2 separate regions of the Mus musculus genome follow, and region 1 is linked to region 2. A link is a contact called in public promoter capture Hi-C data. All regions are on one chromosome and are shown on one strand. The core of a region is the stretch at or near the end of the contact, and the rest is flanking DNA. Distances in the headings are between cores, read along the strand shown.

The links. Promoter capture Hi-C pulls out the DNA fragments that hold promoters and counts their contacts.
Region 1: a contact with region 2 is called in a promoter capture Hi-C map of hippocampal neurons, with 3 times the contacts expected there. The contact joins the promoter of Baiap2l1 here to the promoter of 0610040B10Rik in region 2. A contact is called at or near these places in 3 of 39 promoter capture datasets (hippocampal neurons, pre-B cells and stem cell-derived epiblast-like cells).

What each region holds. Positions count from the first base shown.
Region 1 is chr5:144,356,673-144,363,290 of GRCm38.p6, reverse strand. Baiap2l1 (BAI1-associated protein 2-like 1) reads left to right here and starts at 5,179. Exons shown (of 14, transcript NM_025833.3): 1 at 5,179-5,500. The coding sequence starts at 5,450. It overlaps Dmrt1i (Dmrt1 interacting ncRNA), which reads right to left and starts at 5,368. Exons shown (of 2, transcript NR_102374.1): 1 at 5,247-5,368; 2 at 2,286-2,838.
Region 2 is chr5:143,326,908-143,333,178 of GRCm38.p6, reverse strand. 0610040B10Rik (RIKEN cDNA 0610040B10 gene) reads right to left here and starts at 3,871. Exons shown (of 2, transcript NR_027874.1): 1 at 3,826-3,871; 2 at 475-868. It overlaps Zdhhc4 (zinc finger, DHHC domain containing 4), which reads left to right and starts at 3,941. Exons shown (of 8, transcript NM_028379.5): 1 at 3,941-4,013; 2 at 4,609-4,788.

The DNA.
Region 1 (6,618 bases), core at 3,930-6,429, 1.0 Mb before region 2:
CTATACACACATGCACACATACCCTCCTTAATCACATTTGCAGAGTGCTTTTTGTCATAGGAGGTTATCTCCCCCCACCCTGCCCCGCTCATTCTGGCCCCGCTCCAACCCTACACAGAGGATTCATACAGGAACTTCTTTTTTTTTAAAGGTTCAAATATATTACCTAGTGATAGATACCATTCTACAATTTTTTTTTGGATTGGATATTTTCTTTATTTACATTTCAAATGTTTCTCCCTCTCCTGGTCTCCCCTTAGGAAACTTTCTATCCTATCCCCACTCCCCTTGCCTCTATGAGGGTGTTCCCCCACCCACCCACTCCAGTCCTCCCACCCTGGCATTCCCCTACGCTGGGGCATCGAACACCCTCAGGCCCAAGGGCCTCTCCTCCCACTGATGTCCAACAAGGCCACCCTCCGCCACATATGTGGCCAGCGCCATGGGTCTCTCCATGTGTATTCTTTGGTTGGTGGTCCCGTTCCTGGGAGCTCCGGGGCGTCTGGCCTATTGTCACTGTTGCTCCCTTCTGTGGGGAGTCCCTTGTCACCCAGCCTGCCCCAGCTTGGGATCATCGTTTTCAGAATTAAAATCAAACATTCTGTTACTAAAGGCCTAAAATACTGCTACTGGGTGAGTGAGTGGTCAGGGATGGTCTCTCTGAAACCGCATCTGGGCCGAAATCCAAATGAGAGGAGACAACAAGGAGGCCAAAGCAGAGAGCATTCCAGGCGAAGAGAAAAACTCGTGGAACCCCTTCCACAGGAACAAGGTGGACACATTGAAGAGGAGAATACACAAACTGTCCAGGCCTTCTTTTCAAGAGCATGACGGTTTCAGCTCTACTGCACAGGGGCTGCTTCTCTGCGGAGCTCACCCCTAATGACTGTGCTCAACAGGGGTCTCTCCAGTCGTAAAACCTTCTGGAATTCTCTACCACACAACACTCCGGAGGCAGAGGAGCCTGAGCAACTGCGCAGGAAGTTTAAGGGAAGCCCAACCAGCTTGTCTTGATAGCGATGATCAATGTTTGAGGGTCGAGGCTGGAGAAATGGCTCAGTGGCTAAGAGTCTTTGCTGCCCTTACAGAGGACCCAAGCTTGGTTCCCAGCACCCACACCAGGTGGCTCACGGCCACTTGTAACTCCAGCTCCAGGGGATCTGAAGGCCTCTTCTGGCCTCCAAGGGTAACCCTATATGCATACACATAAATAATAAAGCAAATCCTTTTTTTTTTTTAAATCTTATTGGCATTGCCACTTGGAACTGTGTCTTTAGAGTGAATTTGTGTGTGTTGAATGCCTGTGTGCGCATACATATGTGGGTATGTATACCCGTGTGTGCAGATGTGGAAGGCAGAGGTTGGCATCAAGTGTCTTCCTCAGCCACTTCCCACCTTATTTTTTTCGAGACAGGGCCCCTCACTGAACGTTGACCTTACCACTTCATCCAGGCTTGCCTAGCTGACTAAGGACCCCCACAGAACCTCCTGACATCCTGCCAACCCACCCCTACCCCCAGACCTGAGGGTCACAGACATTTGACCCCACACCTAGGTTTGGTTGTGTGTGTGTGTGTGTGTGTGTGTGTGTGTAGGTACCAGAGATCCTAACTCAGGTGTTCAAGTTTGCACAATGAACGTTTTACCCACTGAGCCATCTCCTAGGTCCAAGGATTGCATCTTACAAACTATGTCAACATAAACAGGACATTTGATTACTTAGCTGAAGCAAGAGCAGAAGAGGAGACAGTGGTTCCCTGACCCTGGGGACCTGTTTTGCTAAGATCCTAAGAGGCTAGATGGCTAGGAGTTGGGGAAGGTGGATTTCTCAGCACTTAACTGCTGAGACGCAATGCAATGGCGGCCAGCCCACCTTACCTTCTACTGAGTCAAAACTTTCTATCGATCCACTTTCTTCCATTCTTGATGAGCACCTAAGGTCCAAGAGCATCCAAGAGCTCGTGGGATCTCCAGTGTGCATGCAATAAGGAGCACCTTTAATGAGTCCAAATGGATTTTTTTTTTTGAGATTGAGCCCACCTTTTTGTCTATGGGCATGATCGACTGTATCTCTATTACAGCACTCAACTCAAGTCTTAAATTCTGCCCTCTGCATTTGCATTAAAAGATGAGTCCAGCCCAATTCTTTCTACCTCCTCAATCAACCCTACCACTGCCACATTCACATATACTCAGAATATCTGGCACTAGGAAAAATAATCCATTATCCACTTGTTCTTTCGTTCAACAAAGACCTCCTAGGAATTTATTTATGTGCCTAGCCCAGAGCTGGGACTGGAAGCCTTAGGCTTGATGTCTGGACAGATTTAAAACTGACCATTCTTGCTCAAGTCATAGCTTTGTGGTTGAGTACCTACCCAGCCAGAATCCCCCTATGAGGGCGTAGGGCACAGCTTAGCAGTAGAACACTTGCCTAGCATAAGCAAGGCCTTGGGTTCTATAAATACAAAACTGGCCATTCTAAAAAGATTTTCAGGAAGCAGGAAGATCGTAAGTAGGAAGTTATTTCCACAAAGTTGAGTTTGATATGCCCAGATAATCAATGCAAAGATTTGCATACACTTGAGAACTTCAATCTCTGATCAAATTCCAACCATGGCGATCTAACTGGGCCATCTGAGATCCTCACTGGCTTTATGACAGCTTGTTAAACTGTCCTCTCTGGCTCGGAACTGGTGCTGCCAAGCTGCGGGCTGTTAAAGGTTAAGCTTCCGCTCTCTTTCCAGCTCCTCGGATGACTGCCTGGCAGTGGAGGGTGAAATGACCTCATTCGTCAGAAGGAAGACACAGAAAGAGGTTCTGAGACAAAAAGGGGATCTGCCAAGGAAAGACAAGGAGTTTTCAAGTTCAAATAAAAGCCAGAAGACACCCTTGGTGAACCCTAATATGTAATGGTAGTAATTATAGAGTCCTGCTTACCACCCCGCATATGACAAGTGAACCCCAGTTGGCACATTTTCTGAGCCAGCTCCTAAAGATCCTTTAAAGACATGGGGAGCGTCTCCCACTGCCTCCAACATAGGGCTGAGGTGTTATTCCCTCCACCATGCAACCCACACCAACCACCATTTGCTTCCCAAGCCAGATATGTTTTATAGCCTGCAAAACGTGATAAGACTGCCCCAGAGTCCAAGTGCTTGTGTCTGTTCTAAGTCCAGAGTCATCCCATACTTTCAGTGTTTCCATCTGGGGCACACAGTGCTTTCTTTGTGTGTATTTCCCAGTGAACTTTATCCTGGAGCAGTTTAGAAGCTTCGTATCCTCCAAGCTCATAAACAAAGCAATCGTACCTGGACAGCTTTTAAAAATAAAGCCTTGCCCACTCCGGCTGAGTTCAAGTCTCAAGCGCTGAGTGTGTTTTCTGCTAGGAGAAGGTTGCTGTGGCCCTGGAGTCTGGGTCACCTCAGTCCTAGGTGTGTACTCTAGGACATGTTCAGAGCTGGGTTGGGTGTGACTGGGTAGACAACAGGAAGCACCAGGAAGGACTAGGGAGACAGCTCAGTAGTTAAGAACACTGGCTGTTCTTCCAGAGGACCTAGGTTTGTTTCCCAGTACCCACATGATGGTCACAACCTTCTGCAACCCAAGTTTCAGGGAATCTGAAGCCCTCTTCTGACCTCTGACATATGCACCAGGCATGTACATATATATGTATCAGTCACAGATGACATACATGCAGTCCAAGTAGCTTACACATAAAATAAAAGTTTTAAATAATGTGCCAGGAGCCACACACCTACATGGCCTCTACAAGATGAAAGAAAGCACAGACATCCTAGACGCCTCAGCCGACCTGGGGGCTGAGGAAATGGGTCAGTTTGTAAAGTGCCTGTGGTGCGAACATTGGGACCTGGGTTCCATCTGCGGAACCCATGTGAAAAGCTACATACAGTAGATATGCTCTTGTACTCCCAGTGCTGGGAATTTGGGAGACAGGTGGATTCATGGGGCTTGTGGAGACTTGATAGCCATCAGTCTATCCTTTTTAGCTACTTCAGTAAGAGACTCTGTCTCCAAGATATATATAGTAGATATCGGCTGAGGAATGACGCCCAAGGTTGACTTCTTGTAACACACACACACACACACACACACACAGAGGAAATTTTTAGACAGTCTTGTGATTTACATAGTTGTAAAGCATGGGATTTTAAACTTATTCTTAATGTTCTGTTATTCCAGTAATCAGATCTTGGCGTTAGTTACTTTTTTTGGCACCCCGGAACTTTCAAAATTGTGGGTGGCTCCATCCATGAGAAACCATGCCCCGTGGACCTTCAATCAGGGAAACCGATTCGTAGGAGGTATGTGGAAGTTACTCAAAGGCAGAGAGCTTAGAGGATTCACCTGCGGAGGATGTGAGCCTCGAGCTTTCAGAGCCAGCACCTTGTGGCGGACACTAGACCAAAGACCTAGAAGCCCAAAGGTCCAGGTCCTGTTCTAAAAGACACCACAGTGTAGGGGCTTGGCTGGAACTCTGGGAGGGCCGGGAGAGGGCGAACAGAGGTATTACCTCCACTGCCAAGCCTTAGGCGAGATGGCCTGGTCCACTGGGTCCAGCCACCTCGCCTTGTACTGCTCCAGCCTCGCCCACCAGGCTGCTCAGCCACGCCCACACGAGGAAGACTCTCCCATTCCCTTGCCTGCCTCAGCTGGGGCTGTCTAAACCACGCCATCCTCGCTTCAGCACCGCCCATCGGTCTGCTAGACCGCGCCCACCGGCTCAACTCTGCGGTGCCACTCTGGCGGACACAGCTAGGGCGACTTCGTTCACTCCGTCCCTTCTTGTTTCGGCCACGCCCATCCGCCATCTAGGCCACGCCCATCAGTCCATTTCAGGTGGGGGGAGTAAGGGCGCGTCCCCTCCCCTTGGCTTCTCCCTCTTGTTGGCCTCTCAGACCCCACCCCCGCTCCACGTCTCAGCTGGGGCCAATCAGTCCGGCGCGCTGGCCGGGCTTCTGCTCCGCTTAGCAAGCCCCTAGGCCACGCCCACCTAGCGCAACAAGTCTCTTCCAGGTTCCCCCGGTTGCCCCAAAAGATCGACCCTCCCACCAGGCTGTCTCCGCGCGAGGCCGCCCCGCCCACTCTAGAGTACTCAGCCTAGGCCCCGCCCACCTCAGGTGGGGCTGCCCCGCCCTCTGGCCGTACGGCCCCGCCCACTCCGCCCGCCTCAGGTGGGGCTGCCCGTCCCTTTGCTCGTCCCAGCCTTGGCAGGCTACGTCTACCTCGCAGCTCCTTACAGACCGAAGCGCCGCAAAGTTTTGACATTTTGGCAGCAGAGACGCGCACTGACTCTCTCCCGCTGACAGCTGTGGCGGCGGCCGACTCTCAAGGACCACTCAGTCTCAAGTCCTAGGCGCTCCCGCCGCCCGGCGGCCACGAGGCCCCGCCGCGTCCTCCCGCGCTCGCCCTCCCGGAGGCTGCAGCCATGTCTCGGGGGCCGGAGGAGGTGAACCGGCTCACGGAGAACACGTACCGGGTAAGTGTGGGACTTTGCGGAGCTCGAGACGGGAGACCGGGGGGATCCGGGACTCTGTGGTTCCAGGCTGAGGGCGGAGGCTGGGAGGCCCGGAGACTTGGGAACTCCAGGGTTCGAGGCCAGGAACGTGAGCCCGGACAAGCAGCTGACCATTGTCGCCAGCGGGGTCGGTCGAGATTCTTTTTCGCTTTTGAGATAAAGTGGGGACTTTACATGATAAGGGCCTCCCCTTCCCCCTTGGACCCTTGGAGACTCCCAGGGACCCCACATTTCCCGTGTTGGGGGAAGGGGATTGGAGACGTGGACGACAATCCGCGGGGTCCCCGAGAGGTTCTTATCCTCCCCCAACTTCTCTTTGTGGTCAGTGACTGCGCTGGTCTGACCGCTGGGGCTAACCCCTCCCCAGATCCAAAAGAGAGAGAGAAAAGAGACAAGCTCGAGTTTCCTCGGAGAAAAGAAAGAATGTAGGGGAGAAACTCCTCCGTAATTAGGAATCCATCGCCAGGTGAGCCTGGCTCCCTCGGCTCAGGGAATTTTCTAGGCTGCCAGGGAATCTGCTCCTGGGAAGACTTGAAACGCCTTCGCCCTCTTGGACTCTTTCATACAGTAGCTTTTAAGTTCGATTTGGCTTTTGATTACTTTTTGTTTAGCGTTTTGACAGTTTTATACATCTATATACAATTATTATGAGCATGTTCGCCCGCAGTTGGACTGTTTCTACGTTCATGATTTGGGGAGGTTATTGGAGTCAGAGAGCACTGAGATTTTAATAAGAATTGACTTAAGCTGACAGAACGTGTGGTGATTGGTCGCTTAACTGGCATGTTATGTGAGAGAATTTTTCCAGAAACAGACATGGGATTAGTGGCCAGTTTAGTAAGTTTAAGTACTTATAAATGAATTCCATTTGAAATGAGATATCCGTTTAATCATCTGCTATTAATAGAATACAAAACAACTTTTGTTTTAATTCCACTTAGGTCCACTGAACCCCTGAGATTTAAAGTTCTCTAAATTTACTTGTAGTCATGATTAAAACCCACTCTTTGGTCATTTCTCTAGATTCTTTTTTCACCCACTCTTTGGTCATTTCTCTAGTTTTTTTTTTTTCACCCCTA
Region 2 (6,271 bases), core at 2,622-5,121:
GTGTGTCTGAAGAGAGCAACAGTGTACTCACATTAAGTAAATGTGTAAAAAAGAATTATATAAAAAAAGAAATGGTTACTTAAAAAGAAAGTCTGCAGGGTCCCACATTTGCTTTGGTGTAGGGATACTGGGAGATGGATTCTGGACCTCTGAGTTGAGCTATGATGCTACTCTCCAACTTTTTTTTTTTTTTAAGAGCTTCTCATTGGGATATGTAGCAAATCTACCAGCCTAGACCTGCTATCAGCCAGCCCCTTTGATCTTCCGGATTCTGACTTCCAGCACTGGGTCACAGGTGCATGCCATCATTCCTGGCTTGTTGTGTGTGTGTGTTTCCCCCCCCCCCTCTAAAACAGGGTTTCTCTGTGTAGCCCTGGCTGTTCTGGAACTCACTCTGTCGACCAGGCTGGCCGTGAATTCAAGGAGATCCACCTGCCTCTGCCTCCTGAGTGCTGGGATTAAAGGCCTTCGACATTATGCTTGACTATGTTTGATTTATTTTAAAAGTGGATCTTCATATCGTGGCAAGTACTCTGCACCTGAGCCAGCTCCCCCAGCCCAGTGAGGAAGTCTGTATCCCATTTCTCTAATGTCTCAGACAGTCCTCCCAGGGACAAGGGATCATGGTGTAAAATGATTGATCCTGTCAACCCATCTCATGGCAGGTTAAAACAAACAACAACAAAACCCAACTTGACATCACAGGTCCGGTTTCAGGGGCTGGCAGGAAAATCTAAGAATTCTTTGCTCCATGCATCAAAGGCAACACAGTCCTTTCCAGAAGGCTTGAGTAGAATCCTTGTATTTTGGCTTCTGTCTTTTTCCTATTGCCTTATAAAGCAGATTCCAGCATTTGTGACTGGAGGTTCTGAGTGACAGAGAGGAAAAAAGAAAAGTTAGAGAAACATTTGTTTTCAAAAGTCATCAAAGCACTGAGAAGTTTACCCACAACTTTTACTGTGGAGACCGGGTTCTGTCATGTCTAACCTGAGTTCCCCTTGGCCTCTCTATCCTCTTATATCAAGCACGTTCCTGAGTGTGGGTTACAGGAGTGTGTCTGTATGTCCAGGTCCAGGCTGGCCTCAAACTCACAACTCTCTCCCCCCAACCTCTTGAATTTCCTCTTTCACACCCCCAGCCCCCAGAATTACAGACTGTACTGCCAGATCTGGTTCTGCACAATTTTTTAAGCTATGAATACATCATTGAAAAACTATTTGTAACATTACAAAGTAGACAAGCAGTGGTGGCACACGCCTTTGATCCCGGCACTCAGGAGGCAAAAGCAGGCAGATCTCTGTGAGTTCCAGGCCAGCCTGGTCTACAAGGGTGAGTTCCAGAACAGGACCACCAGAGAAATCCTTTCTTGAACTGCCCTCCCCTGTAAAAAGAAATAGACAAAGGAGAATAGAACATAGTGTCCACAGCAAGAATGTTTTGTTTTGTTTTTCCAGACTGAGCCTCACTGTATGGTCTGGCTATCCTAGAACTCACTATATACACTAGACTGGCCTCTAACTTACAGAAATCCATCTGCCCTTGCCTCCTTCTGGATGCTGGTATTAAAGGTATGCACCATCACTCCTGGCTGAAACTGTCTATAATAGAGATAGGTGTGTCCAATCTGTGGCCTACACACTGAATGCAGGGTCTTACGTAACCTAAGGTGGCTTCGAACTTGTGTAACTGAGGATGACTTTAAACTTACACTCCTTCTGCCTTCACCTCCCCAGAAATAGCATTAGAGGCTTGTGCCACCATGCTAGGTTTCACACGGTGCCTGAGATGGAACCCACGGTCTACCCAGTGACCTACAGCCCCAGTGGAGAGTTTGCAATTTCTATCGACTCTTATGTCCCCTTGAACAAGAAACTCAGCTGGTACCTATTAGTCAATATGTATTTAATGAATGAATATGTATTCATAAATACAAAGTGCTTTTTGGCCAGTCCTATAACCCCAGCACTCATGAAGCCCACTCAAGAGGTACCAGCCTGGGGTACATCATGAGAAATTACATCTCTCACCAAAAAAAAAGTTTGCAGAATACATATTAAATGAGGATGCTTCCATCACAGATGAGGTGGTCAGCGAAGATTTTGTCCTGGATAACTTAACTCACTTACATCCCAACCCTTCTCTTTGTGTGATATAACCAAAGGCAACAGAACACAAGATGAAATGGATGACGGAACCGAGAATCAAAGTTAGTCAGAACAGAAACTTTTAGAGAAGACCACGAAGTCCTTCATTTACATGGGGGAAAGAAAGAAAATTCAAGGTATTTAATTACAGCAGGGTGGAGAACTGCTTGATGAAGCAGTAGCTTTCTCTGGATGCCAGATGACCTCCGTAATGTAACCAGTCTTTCAGGACTCCCCACACCTGCTCACTCTGCTCCCAACATTGCAAAGGCCTTGGATACAATACATTCAGAAAGGTAGTTGTTTTCTTTCTTTTCTTTTTTTTTTTTTTCTAAAAGGAAAAAGAAATGAGAAGCTGGGGTAGGAAGCAAAGCAAACAGGAGAGGGGAGCTTTGAGGCTAATGCTTAGAGATCAGACATTTTTTTCCTCAAAGGGAACCTGTTTTTCAGAGGCGTCAAGAATAGTTCTCGGAGGACCTGGGGGGCACTCAGACAAAGCAGCACCCCCATCCCCTCCAGGAACCTTCTCAGTGCTATGTTTAGCAGCAGCTCCTCTCAAGCCAAGCCTGCCCATTATCAAAACAGCCTTTTTATCCTCAGGGATAAAACACTAGTCACTGCTCCCCACAGGGAGGACGTTAAAGCTGTGCACAGAGATGGCAGGAGTAGGGGCATGCGGTCAGCAGAACCTGACTCACAGGGGGACATACTGTGACCCCTGCAGTGGAACATGCTGGGACTGTTGGGACAGGGCCCAGTGGTGTGTCTGCCAGGAAGACACAGGTGTCCCTGTCTAGGTACCTGCTGGGTGGTCAAGGGTTACTGCTGAGTTCCCGCCAGGACATGCAAAGGCTCGGCACAGTCCAGCAGTTCTCCTGCACCGACCCAAGACAGCCTTCATATTCTGTCAAAAGTGCTCGAAAATTCCAGTTCCTGTGTTAGGTGTGCCTGCCATCCCAACCAAAGTTAGGCTGAGACAGGAGGTTCAAAAGCCCAAGGCCAGCCTGGTATAATTTGGTGGGACTTTAATTTTGTTTGCTCATTTGTTTTGTTTTGTTTTAGAAAAGGTCTAGCTATGTAGCCCTGCCTGTCCCGGAACTCATGTAAACAAGGCTGACCTCTGACTCAGAGAGACCTGCCTCTGTTTCCTTAGGGCGGTGAATAAAGTCATGGGCCACTATGCCTAGCTGAGATCATATTTTGGAAAGAAATTCTTAAAAAGAAAATAGCTAGGGCTGGAGAGATGGCTCAGCGGTTAAGAGCACTGACTGCTCTTCCAGAGGTCCTGAGTTCAAATCCCCCCAACCATATGGTGGCTCACAACCATCTGTAATGGGATTTGATGCCCTCTTCTGGTGTGTCTGGAGACAGCGACATTGGACTCACATAAAATAAATAAAACAAATCTTTTTTTTTTTTTAAAGAAGAAAAAGAAAATAGCTTTTTAAATCTACGCACATACAAGAAATCAGAATTACACTCAGCGGATCACAACAAGCAAACACACCCACAAGAATCAAATCAAGGCCACGAAAATGGGACGGGGTTGGGAGAACGAAGGACTCGTACATAGGCAGTAAATTGTCAAGTAATAATAAAAGTGCGAAGGAAGAGAGAGCAGAGGACGAGGGAGGGAGAAAGACAAACGTTAAGAGAAAAAGAAAAGAGAAAGAAAACCTACGACGGTACGAAAACACAATCGGCTCGCAGAACCAGAGGCCAAAGACAATAATTTCCGGCCTCCCGCTACTTTTTCCGTCGGAAGTCGCCTCCGTCGCGGGCACTGATGACGCCATGGACGCGCCGGAAGTCTTGGGGAGCGCTCCGCTGGGGTCCGCCGGCAGCGGCGGACGGTTGGCCCGGTTTGGGGTAAGGCGGCTCCGGAAGGCTCTGTGACACCCCGGCTGGGCGGCGGCCGTCGGGACCCCGTGTTTGAGTGAGAGCACAGTCCTCTCCGAGCCCCCTGCATCCCGCTCGCTGTGTCCCCTCCTCTTCCAGTCGTTGTCCGGGCTCCGGACGTAGTTGCCGTCTCCCAGCCTGCTTCCGAGCCTCCCTTGTCTCCTCTGAGCCTGATGCGTCCGGGATCTGGTTGTGGGATGGGCTCCATTCACCACTGCCCTTCCCTGGTTCCCCGCAGCTGCAGATTCTGTGACCTCAAGCATGCAAGGGCCTTGAATAATGTACCCGGAAAGTGTCCAGCAAAGGGAAACGACTGGGGCCCTACCCCATGTGGACAACCTCACCATGCGTCTGGACCCCGGTGTGGGCGCCTCAGTGATAGGCGTAGTGACAGTGACAGTGACAGCTAGAGGGATGATAGACCCCCAAACTAGTGGACTTTGAAGTTTTCTTCCCAGGTCAGCAGCGGTACAGCATCCTCTACTTCTGAATGCCTTTCACAGTGCACTCTGCCATGGAGACTTATTCAGCAGTATGTAAGTGTTGCGTTTGATTGTCTCCGCAGCCGGTTCCAGCCTCCTGGAACAACCATGTCGCCAGTTTTGCGCGTGCCAAATTCACGGCGCTGCCCAAGCGGAGCTGCTATCTGAATTCTCCTTGGATGTGGCAAAGGGAAATGAACGCAAAAGGTGCCGCTGGAAGTGTCCGACCTAGAGAAATATGTAGACCGGAGCCCTGTTACCTTGTGAGAATGGCATTTTTTTGTTTGTTTCCTTTTTGTTAATAGTTTCTGTTTTGATTCTCTGCGTTGGAATTTTGGTCCAGAATCCTGCCTCGTAAAGCCAATGTCAGTGTTCCCAGTTTCTTAACACGGGCTTTTTATATTTCATCATTCTGGTCTGGAGGGTGATGGGTGACATCATGACCACTGACCTGTTAAATATGCCCAAGTTTGGGTGTGGGACCCTGACTACCTCTAGGAGTTGCTCATTCTGATGAGGTCGGCGCAGGTTCTTTTGCAGGACTTTATCAGTATCCATGTGAATATTTAAAGATGTAAAAGGGTGTATTGCTGGGTGTGGTGGTGCACTTCTGGAATCCCAACCCTTTGAAAGCTGAGACAGGAGAATTCTGAGTTCCAAACTAGCCTGGCCTGCATAGTCAGATCCTGTCTCAAAAAACAAGGGGTTGGTGGGCTGGGAGCTCGCTCGGTGAGTGAGGGTGCTTGCTGTGCAAGCACAAAGTCCTGAGCTTGGATCCCCAGCACCAACGTGAGTGTGCTTTAATGCATGTCAGCCTCGCCACAAAACGTTGAGCTCCAGGTCCGAGCTACAGATCCCAGAGGCTCTCAGTCTTCCTAATGCTGTGACCTCTTAATACAGTTCTTCATGTTGTGGGGACCCTCGGCCATAAAGTTACTTTCCTTGCTACTTCACACGTGTGATTTTGCTTCTGTTACAAATCCTAATGTAAAGGTCTATCTATGCTTCTGGTTTGGCAGTGCAGATCTACAGTCCAGCATGGGGGAGGGGGACAGTAGGCTCTGTTGGGCTTGCTGGCCAGTCAGTCTAGCTGAGCTTGTGAGCTATAGGTTCAGAGAGGATAGGTTCAGAGAGGGAGCACATCATACAAGCTGTGGTAAGGGGCTGGGGTGGTGGCTATCTTATAGATTGCTTGCCCAGCATACGTGACATGAAGTCCTAGGTTCAATTCTCAATATTGATGGGGGTGGGGTGGGAAGGAACCCACTAGACTTGAGGTTGTCTTGACCAATACTTTGTATGGAGAGCTAGCTTAGCGAAGTACTTGTCTTGCAAGTGTGAAGACCAGAGTTCAAATCTCCAGAACATATGTCGAAGCCTGATGTAGCAGTATGTGCCTATGTAATCCCAGTTTTCCCACTGTGAACTGGGAGAGTCCTCAGAAACACACAGGCCAGCTAGCCTGGTGGACACCATGGAGAGCAAGCAAGAAACCCTGTCTCAAACAAGGTGGAGGGTGAGGACTAACACCAGAGGTTGTCTTCTGACTGCCACATACACCTTAGGGTATATATCAACACACACACACACAAATTCTCAGAAACTAAAAGTAAGTCTGGGGGCTGGTGAGATGGCTCAGTGGGTAAGAGCACCCGACTGCTCTTCCAAAGGTCCAGAGTTCAAATCCCAGCAACCACATGGTGGCTCACAACCATCTGTAACAAGATCTGACTCCCTCTTCTGGAG